Linked DNA regions of Mus musculus: region 2 is linked to region 1. Evidence: chromatin contacts called from public Hi-C data. All regions are on one chromosome and are shown on one strand. The core of a region is the stretch at or near the end of the contact, and the rest is flanking DNA. Distances in the headings are between cores, read along the strand shown.

Evidence for each region. A called contact is a pair of places that touch in the nucleus more often than the background predicts.
Region 2: a Hi-C map of the N1E-115 cell line shows a contact between it and region 1, with 7 times the contacts expected there. The contact joins two enhancer-like sites. A contact is called at or near these places in 1 of 39 promoter capture datasets (hippocampal neurons), 1 of 15 datasets of contacts at CTCF or cohesin (pro-B cells), 5 of 484 Hi-C or Micro-C datasets (the HL-1 cell line, the N1E-115 cell line, cerebral cortex and 2 more) and 1 of 9 other capture datasets (embryonic stem cells).

The regions. Positions count from the first base shown.
Region 1 is chr15:34,889,516-34,894,519 of GRCm38.p6, reverse strand. The region is part of intron 10 of Stk3 (serine/threonine kinase 3); the gene reads left to right. Among named protein-coding and RNA genes, the nearest start is that of Gm52204, 18 kb to the left of the region's middle. Within about 2 kb of position 2,944, at least 42 of the 459 cell types and tissues checked have an H3K27ac peak or open chromatin away from gene starts, as enhancers often do. A contact at or near this core is called in the N1E-115 cell line, where this site is marked.
Region 2 is chr15:35,351,363-35,356,366 of GRCm38.p6, reverse strand. No RefSeq gene overlaps it. Among named protein-coding and RNA genes, the nearest start is that of Vps13b, 17 kb to the left of the region's middle. Within about 2 kb of position 2,821, at least 3 of the 459 cell types and tissues checked have an H3K27ac peak or open chromatin away from gene starts, as enhancers often do. A contact at or near this core is called in the N1E-115 cell line, where this site is marked.

The DNA.
Region 1 (5,004 bases), core at 1,695-4,194:
ACTTGGAGCCAAGGTAGGAAAAGTGCAGGTACATTTTCATCAAGGAAAAGAATGTGATCATTGATTCTAACTTCTTAAGTTTTGGAACATTTAACTGATAGCTCAGTGGAGAGGGAGCTTTGCTGAATACAAAGAACTAAAAGTGAGACCATGACGATAAGAAGACCCACATGTTGGCAAGAGTCATATAACCAAAGCTGCCTTCATTTGTGCATAGCCATGCCAGGGTTTTACATGCAGTGAAGAGCTAGCTAACGAGCTTTAGGGGCCATGATATGGCTCATGTGATTTTTTTTTTAATTGTAGCTAACTTCTGTTAGAAAATACATTGGAGGGAAGCACAGGAGGAGGGAAGCTAGCTAGTAGTGTGTGGAAACAGCCTGCTTGAGTTTAAGAGGCCTTGAGCAGGAGGGTGGAAGAGAGACGAGAGGCCCACATTGGGATCCATCAGTACATAGCATGACATGCATTGTAACCTTTAAATATGGTAGAGGCTTGGAGAAAAGACCTTACCATAAAATACAGCGTTGTGGCAGTTGAAATTGTGGGTGGGATTGAAGGCAGATTGATTTGATTGACTGGTTGCTGGATTGATTGATTGATTGATTGATTGATTGTGATGCAGACTGAGAGAATGTACACTCCCATCTCAGTCTCCTGGGGCAGAATTCCAGGTGTCCATCACTCACGCCCAGCCCTATAGTTGTTTTTCTTAAAATTTTAAAAATTATTTTATTATTTTAAATGTACAATTTTTTTGCTTGCATGTGTATCTATGCACCACTTATGTTCAGTGCCTATAGAAGCCAGAAGAGGTCATGGGATCCCCTGGAACAGGATTTAGCTACAGTTGTGAGCAACCACGGGTTGCTGGAAAATAGACCCAAGTCCTCTGGAAGCTCAGCCAGCTCTCGACCCCCAAGACAGCTAGCTCTTCAGTCCCCGTTTTCTTGATATGTTTATTTTAAATGTGAGGTACTAAAAGTATTTCTTGCTGATGTAAAGGATAAAATAGAGAGCTAGATGGTACACAAGAAAAAAAATGTACTTCAGTTTTTGAAGAATAGCACACCAAGGCAGTTGTCAGGTAAGCAGGGAGGTTGCAGTCGTCTGCTAACGCCAGTGAGGCATGTGGCTGGGACACAGTGGGAAGTGACACTGCTTCATATTTAAAAGGAATTTGGAGCTTTGTGTTGCTATTTGAATTACGAGATATCTTCCTTTATTCCAGGCAATGGCTTATTTTCATGGTCCTTTTAGAAACATTCTTGTTCAGTCTTTTAAAAGGCTATTATGTCACCCTGTGCTCTCCTAGGAATTATAAAAAAATAATAAACTTTTGAAAGCACTTTACAAAATTAAAGAATTATAAAAATGCTAAGTGCTTTGTGTGGTCATTGATTTAATCTTATAATGTTTAGGCCATTTTGCCAACTCAATGTGGATTTTATAATATGTACTTGTTCTTACTCTGTTTTCTGTAAATTTTCACATTCTGATTTTATTATATCCTTATGTGTGTTTTTGCTAGTTTAGCAATAGTGATTAATTTTAAATTATTTATTGTAGTTAAGGCAAAAATAAAGTGAAACTGAATTTTCTAGCGTAAAATTCTGTGCATTTATTTAAAAAAAAAAAAAGTCACTCTTACTTTGTAGAGCAGAGCATAGAGAGCATAAAGGCACGCGGACTCATGCCTGTAATTCCTGCAGTCAGAGGTTCAGACAGGAGGATTGCTGAGTTCAAGAGCATGCCAGGCTATGCAGTAAAGCCCTGCTGCCTCCCCTCATGATGGCAGACCCAATCTAATCAAACATTTGAGGATATTGAATTATCTCTGGAAGTTACTTAATCATTCTAATCTTCATTAATAGTATCTGTAAAATAAGTATTTATAAACTTGTCATCTCCTCGCTGTGTGGTTCTGTGAGTAAACACTAGGATGTGAAGAAGCCATGGATTGATTCATTTTGTTTAGACTTAAGAGCCATTGACATTCTGAAGAAAAAAAAAACAAAAAACAAAAAAACAACTGAATCTAATTTACAGCCTTTGTGAAACCCTCTAATGGAAACATTCGCTATGGTGGAAACCGTGTATCTTTGTTATTAACCTTAACTATGTTCAGATTCTGGCTACCTTTCAATAACTACATGTCTTGAGAAGTTAACATTTTTAAAGATTATTTTATGTATAAAATACTTGTTCTGCCTGCATGTCTGTGTGTAAATCATATGTGTGCAGTGCCCATCAAGGCCACAAGAGGATGTGGGATCCTCTGGAACTGGAGTTGCAGGGGTTGTAATCTGTCCTATGGGTGCTAGAAATGGAACCTAGGGACCCTGGAAGAGCGGCCAGTGTCGGTTGCTGAGCCATCTCTCCAGCCTCCTGAATGTTCAAATAAACTCTGGTGTTTCTAAAACTGTAAACTTTCAAAAGTTATAGTATTTTACTGTTTCACAAAACTGTTGCCTTAGGTAAGATTACAGTGTCTGCTGGAGGCAAGCAGTTGATTCATGTAACTACTGCATTGTATAGACATATCCATAGTAACATGAATCCATATAAAAGAATATCTCCTGTAGAGCTAGCCTGAAAACATTAAATAGCCGAATGCCGTCCAGGTCTTTTCACTCACTCGGCTCCCCAGGGAGTGTCCAACACGTTCTGAGGGATACTTTCTCACTGAAGCCTTGAAACAGCTTATTAGTCCCTAGTTGCCAAACTTATCCATACATAGTTTACTGCCTTACACACAGCCCATCAATGCTATTGGTGATTCCTTTCTGGTCTAGACAAGAGTTTCAAAACACATAATGCTAAATTAAAAAAAAAAAAAAGGTGAAATTTAAAAATAGAAAAGCAGGTCTTCTCTCTTAAAGGTGGAAGATGTGCAGCACCAACTATGGGCAGCAGAGGGTGCTGGCTAGCCAAAGACATAATGTTCTCATGGAGGCCGAGTGAAACCTTGTCGTTGTGAGGGGGGCTTCAGTAAACAATTGCTCATGTCTGTGGAGCACAGTGGCTTCATGTTCTTCGGTTCCACAAACCATTAATCTGAAAGGGACCCGTCTTCCTAACTACTCAAGAGCCAGCGATCAGCTGGAGGTATCCATCCTTCACAAATGTGTGCACCTCCTGTGTTTGACCTCACCTCCACCCTGTTGAGGATTGCTCACTCAGAACTCACTCCATACAATTCAGGTAATGTTGGAGTGTTTAATTTTACTTCTTTCTACTGGCTTCCAGTAGTAACTTTCTTAATGAGACTTAAAAGCCTTTCGAAAAATAGTAGCAGGTTATTCACTCTGCTCTAAGCTAGCTAAGAAGCCCACTCCTTTAGGAGCCACTAAACAGTGTCTCATTTGAATGATCAGAGCAGAGATTTCCCAGGGAAAGAGAAAAATCCACTGCCATCATCCTGGCAGAGTCACGTGCCCTGTTTGGTATTGTTATAATTTAGAATGCAAAAAGATCAGTGAAAAACAGTTTGGGGTGACTGAAAAATTGGAAGGTAGTTAACAAAACCCACAGATGCCTTCATATTTAAGAGTGCTTCCTTTTTTGAGCAGCATAGCCTGGTGCAGCTGCTGACATGACAGCCATTGTGGACTGTGAGAAAGAGGACAGTCTGGCAGCAGGCTTTGTAGTGAGGATGATGAAATGAGGCAGTTAACACATCTGCAGGAAGAAAGCAATAGCCAGAGCCATGCCTGTCAGCACTGCAGCTGGGCTTCAGTGAGGTGCTGAGGATACAGAGACTGTGCTTGATGATGGTGGGCCTCGGGGCCTCTCACACATGACACACTCTGGCAAAAGAGAAGGAGCTGATAAAGTTTTCTCGTGTGAATGTCCCTAATAGAAAATGGGCCAGTGGAACTGAAAGAGAACACTGATAGCCAGAGAGGGCAGTGTGTGTGAACCGGCTTTAAGGAATATGATTCTGTTTAACAATAGTTTCTTAGCAAATTTAATTTTGTCTATTTTGGTTTTGTACCTCTTCTGAAATAAAAAAGGCAAGGAACATCTTTTTTACACTATTCTTGCTCACTGCTTCTGTTCATTCCAGGTGTTAGGCACGTAGGGCTTGGTCTGCTGTATCACTCGGGACTGGGGATCACATAGTGTTATCTGAGAATACAAAACAGTGCGTAGACGATTCCTTAAACAACAAAATATTCCAGCCACTTGTACATGGAAAGTTCCTCAGGAGCACGTTGACTTCTGTATTGCATAGCTGCGTTATTATTATTCCAGCAGAGATAACCCAACAGCATGGCTCTCATTTGCTTCCTAATTACAGATGCATTTCCCCTTAATCCTTATTAAAATGGACTTTTTAAAGAGTAAGCTGAAATTTCATCCTGTAAAATAAAATGTAAAGATTTACTAGTAAAACTACTTCATATTAATGTGTATTATTCAAACCAGAGCTCACATTCTGATCCCCAAGTTTCCACTCACGACCACAGTCTCCTGGCAGGGCAGTGTGTAGATGCAAAGTGAGATTCGATGCACTCTGAAGAGCCCCAGCTGGGGCTCGCTTGTGTTGTCACAGTAGTTGTGAAGCCACTCAGAAAGCAGGTGTCTGGCTGGAGCCTGGCCTCCCAGGTATGTCAGCTTGGTACTGCCCTGGCACTGACAGACTCTGGGGACATTTGGGGAGGTACTCATTTTAAAGGTAATACTAGAGGCAGACTCCCTCGTGCTTTGTGCTCTACCAAGTGAAACCAGAATGTTTAAGCCCTACCCCACTCACACCTTTTCCATTGAAACACTGTAAAAGTCCTTGCAGCCCATTCGTTTACCATAATGGTCCAAGCATGAGGTTTGCTGAGTGCTTATTACAAGTAATGACAAACAGGATGGCTCAGTGCACAGACACTATAGTCCTCTCCGTAGACTAGAGTCTTGGATGGTTACCTTTGGAAGTTGATACCTCGATCATAGGACCCTAAGACAGTAATGTTCCCTTGGTCTCATTTTATACCCTCCTGGATGTTT
Region 2 (5,004 bases), core at 1,572-4,071, 460 kb before region 1:
ACTGGATGGTTTTTGCTCCCTTGTCAAAGATCAAGTGACCATAGGTGTGTGGGTTCATTTCTGGGCCTTCAATTTTTTCAAGTGCTTTTCTGCCCTTTGGTATATTCCTCAGTTGAGAATTCTTTGCTTAGCTCTGTACCCCATTTTTTAATAGGGTTATTTGAATTTCTGGAGTTCAGCTTCTTGAGCTCTTTGTATATATTGGATATTAGTCCCCCATCTGATTTAGGATTGGTAAAAATTCTTTCCCAATCTGTTGGTGGCCTTTTTGTCTTATTATCTTTTGCCCTACAGAAGCTTTGCAATTTTATGAGGTCCCCATTTGTCGATTCTCGATCTTACAGCACCCATTTGTCGATTCTCGATCTTACAGCAAGGGCCATCACTGCTCTGTTTAGGAATTTTTCCCCTGTGCCCATATTTTCGAGGGTTTTCCCCACTTTCTCCTCTATAAATTTCAGTGTCTCTGGTTTTATGTGGAGTTCTATGATCCACTTAGACTTGAGCTTTGTACAAGGAGATAAGAAGGGATCAATTCACATTCTTCTATATGATAACTGCCAGTTGTGCCAGCACCATTTGTTGAAAATGCCTGTCTTTTTTCCACTGGATGGTTTTAGCTCCCTTGTCAAAGATCAAATGACCATAGGTGTGTTGGTTCATTTCTGGGTCTTCAATTTTATTCCATTGATCTACCTGTCTGTCGCTGTACCAGTACCATGCAGTTTTTATCACAACTGCTCTGTAGTACACCTTGAGGTCAAGCATGGTTATTCCACCAGAGGATCTTTTATTGTTGAGAATAGTTTTTGCTGTCCTAGGATTTTTGTTATTCCAGATTGTAGTGGCTATTCCTGGTTGTCAACTTGACAATATTTGGAATGAACTACACTCCGGAATTGGAAGGCTCACCAGTGACCCTTATCTGGAGGCTTGGAGATCCTTATCTGGATCTTGGTTTGAAGATCTTGAGCCACAGTGGCTATGGATTCCAGAAGATTGAATCTCCGAGTTTAAGGAACACACCTTTAATGGCTAAGATCAAAAATTTAGGTGACAGGAGATGCTGGTGAGGATGAGGACAAAGAGGAACACTCCTCCATTGCTGGTGGGATTTTAAGCTTGTACAACTACTCTGAAAAATCAGGCTGGCAGTTCCTCAGTGAATTAGACATAGTACTACAGAAAGACCCAGCAATACCTCTCCTGTGCATATACCCAGAATGTGTTCCAACTTGTAATAAGGACACATGCTCCACTATGTTCATAGCAGCCTTATTTATAATAGCCAGAAGCTGGAAGGAACCCAGATGTCCCTCAACAGAGGAATGGATACAGAATGTGGTACATTTACACAATGGAGTATTACTCAGCTATTAAAAACAATGAATTTATGAAATTCATAGGCAAGTGGATGGATCTGGAGGATATCATCCTGAGTGAGGTAACCCAATCACAAAAGAACACACATGATATGCACTCACTGGTAGTGGATATTAACCCAGAAACTTAGAGTACCCAAGATACAATTTGCAAAACACATGAAACTCAAGAAAAGGAAGCCCAAAATGTGGAACAAAATAGCCATGGAAGGAGTTACAGAGACAAAGTTTGGAGCTGAGATGGAAGAAAGGGCCATCCAGAGACTGCCCTACCCGGGGATCCATCCCATATACAACCACCAAACCCAGACACTATTCCATACGCCAGCAAGATTTTGCTGACAAGACCCTGATATCTCTTGTTGAGGCTATGCCAGTGTCTGGCAAATACAGAAGTGGATGCTCACAGTCATCTATTGGATGGAACACAGAGCCCCTAAAGAAGGAGCTAGAGAAAATACCCAAGGAGCTAAAGGGGTCTGCAATCCTTTAGGAGTATTAACAATATGAACTAACCAGTACCCCCCCCCCAGAACTGTGTCTCTAGTTGCATATGTAGTAGAGGATGGCCTAGTAGACCATCAATGAGAGGAGAGGCCCTTGGTCTCGCAAAGAACATATGCCCCAGTACAGGGGAATGCCAGGGCCACGAAGCAGGAGTGGGTGGGTTGAAGAGCAGGGCAGGGGAAGGGTATAGGGGACTTCCAGGATAGTATTTGAAATGTAAATGAAGAAAATACCTAATTAAAACAAAAGCTATGAAATAGCCTTTATCCTTCATCCCTGGAAGATGTAGGAGAGCAACACAACAGCTGCAGTACTGGCCAGCCTGCTCCGGAGAAGGCTGAGCCTCCTCGATAGAATCAGTTCCTAACTTTACCTGTGGGGCAAGTGGACTGTGCCACCAGACAGAAGACCTGTAAGGTGGAAACAGGTTCAAAACCCCTGAAAAATCTCATAATTAAGAATAGCATGTGTTGGAACCAGACCCTGGCCAGACTTACCTGTTCTGGAACACATGACCATGACACAGCACTGAAGTGACCATGACAATCAGTCACATAGCATAAAAACCTGGAGTTCTCCATGCTAATGAGGTGTCTAGAGAGGCCTGAGTGTTCAGCCAATGAGCTCCCTTCCTGGGCATCTTTTCCTGCAAAGGGTATTTACTTCCTGCTTCTTCCTGAGTAAGACATATGCGTTCACATCTGCCGTGAGTTTGGACAAACAAGGATCATCTCCTTTATCAGTGACTGGGGGGAGGGGAGGCTTCGTAGTAAAAAATCCTCCCTAAATCGCTCAGAGAAGGCCTTCTCTCTTTCAACCCTTCTGTACTCTCGGCCATCACTGGGAAACAAACTGGACTCTGCCCAGTCCAAGCGCCTGCCATCACCTTCTTGACTGGTGCATACAGGATGCTAAGATTCTCAGACCACCGTTCTCAACTCCTCTGGGTCCCCAGTAGCGTCTGGGTACACAGGAGATTGAGAACCACAGCATCCTTCCCAGACCCTGCTGTTTCTCACCCGGGGAAACACAGGCTGGGGACTCCCTGTCTTGGACCCCCATCCTTAAGTGGTCTGCCTGCAGCACATGTGTATCCCAGCAGCAAGGCATACACCACAGACTAACATTTACCTATCACCTTAAAGTTCTAAGTATAAGTGCGTAAGTGTAAAGCTCAGAGTGTACGTGAGCTTGGCTAGGGGCTGCCGTTAAATTCGTGTTCTCCTCAGATGCTGAGATTAGGCTTTCAGGAGATGCTCACCAAAGGATCGTTAATTATATCCTGGAACCAATAATAAATTTTAATTTTACGACTCTTGCCCTCAAGTTTTCAGAAGCCTAGGTAGAAGTCACCAGGATGATCATTAAAAAAAGGGAGAGAGAAAGAAAGAAGAAAAGGATTCGAGTATTTTGAAACAAAACAAGTCCCCCAACCTGCTTTTCTAGCATCCCAGGTCTCTGCTGAGTGTCACAGCCTGTGCAGGCCTTCTCACCCCCTGCAGGTGGTGCTGGTACACAGGTTGTCTGGCTACATCTTTAAAGACAGTTATCTCAGCTACTAAAGCTGTTCTCAGTATTTGGTTTAAAGCTGTTGTAATGATCTAAATTACTCCTTCTCTTCACCCCAGTTATTGAGTCACAAAGAAAAACAAATACAGAAAAGGATGAGTCAGCTGGAGGTATCAGAGAGATTATCTGACATCTGATGCTAAATCTACCAGACCCAGCAATGACAAGATGCAGCTGTAGAGGAAAGATATGTTCTCTGTGTGTGTGCGTGTGTGTGTGCGTGTGTGTGCACGCAAACTGTCCTGTAATAGCTCCTGCCCACTTTCCCAAACCTGCAGAATTAGCTGGGCCAGATGGCACAGAACCATTAATCCTAGCATTCAGGAAACAGAGGCAGAGGCAGGCAGATCTCTAGGAGTTTGAGGTTTGAGGTTAGCCTGGTCTACATAATAAGTTCCTGTCTCACCCACACCCCACACCCAAAACAAAACAAAACAAAAAACCTGACGGATTAACCCCAGAGCTGTGTCTCTCACTCTCTCTGTGCTCAGGTGTCACTGGGTATTGGTAGTTGGGACTTCATTTAGAGATCTTTCGCCCCACCCACCAATGGCCCACCTCATCCACCTGCCATCATTAGTAGCTCTGTCCTCCATGGCCTTCCAGATGAATTCACTCAATGCAAATGTATTATAGTGGAATCTCCCACTCAGCTGAGAGCTCTGATAAGCAGGTTTGCCTTTCTCATCCTCTGTCACTAGTGCTTCTCCTGCACCCTGGAACATGTAAACACACATAAATTGAATGAATAAAGCAATCCATAAGAAAATTGCTAGCCAGGCGTGGTGGCGCACGCCTTTAATCCCAGCACTTGGGAGGCAGAGGCAAGTAGATTTCTGAGTTTGAGGGCAGCCTGGTCTACAGAGTGAGTTACAGGACAGCCAGGGCTACACAGAAAAACCCTGTCTCGAAAAACCAGGAAAAAGAAAAAAGAAAATTGCTAAAACTCTATAATTTTATAATAGCCTGGGACTAACGATTAATTTTAATTTTTTGTTCCTGCCACAAAGCTTTCAAAGTGGTCCAAGCAGATGTCAGTGAAGATGGCCACAAGTAAGATGCTGATGATGCTAAACTGACAAAGCAGTCCTGCAGCTAGAAACATCTCTTCCACAGCGAACCATGGAAATCTTTTCCAGCTACAAGTACTTGCTCCCCTCCCCCAACTCCTATGCCACTTTTGAATTCTGTGTGGCATCCTTAACTTTTATCAAGACGATGTTTCTGGCACTAAGATCCCGTTTGTCTTCTCATGCCATCCTCTTGCGACTGTACAAAGTTGTTGCTCAGATGCTGTGTATCTTGTGATAGCATAATAATACAAATAGGAAAGCCTAGCTATCTTTTATTTAAAACATTAAAAATGCAAGATGTAAAACTGGTAAGAGAGCCTTGACGGCAAAGGTGCTTGCTGCCAAGTCTAACAACCTAAGTTTATGTGCAGTCCCCAGGAGCCACAAGGTGAAGGAGGTAAGAGCTAACTTCCGCAAGTTGTCCTCTGACCTTCATGTGTATTCAGTTGTACATGTGTACATGTCTGCTCATG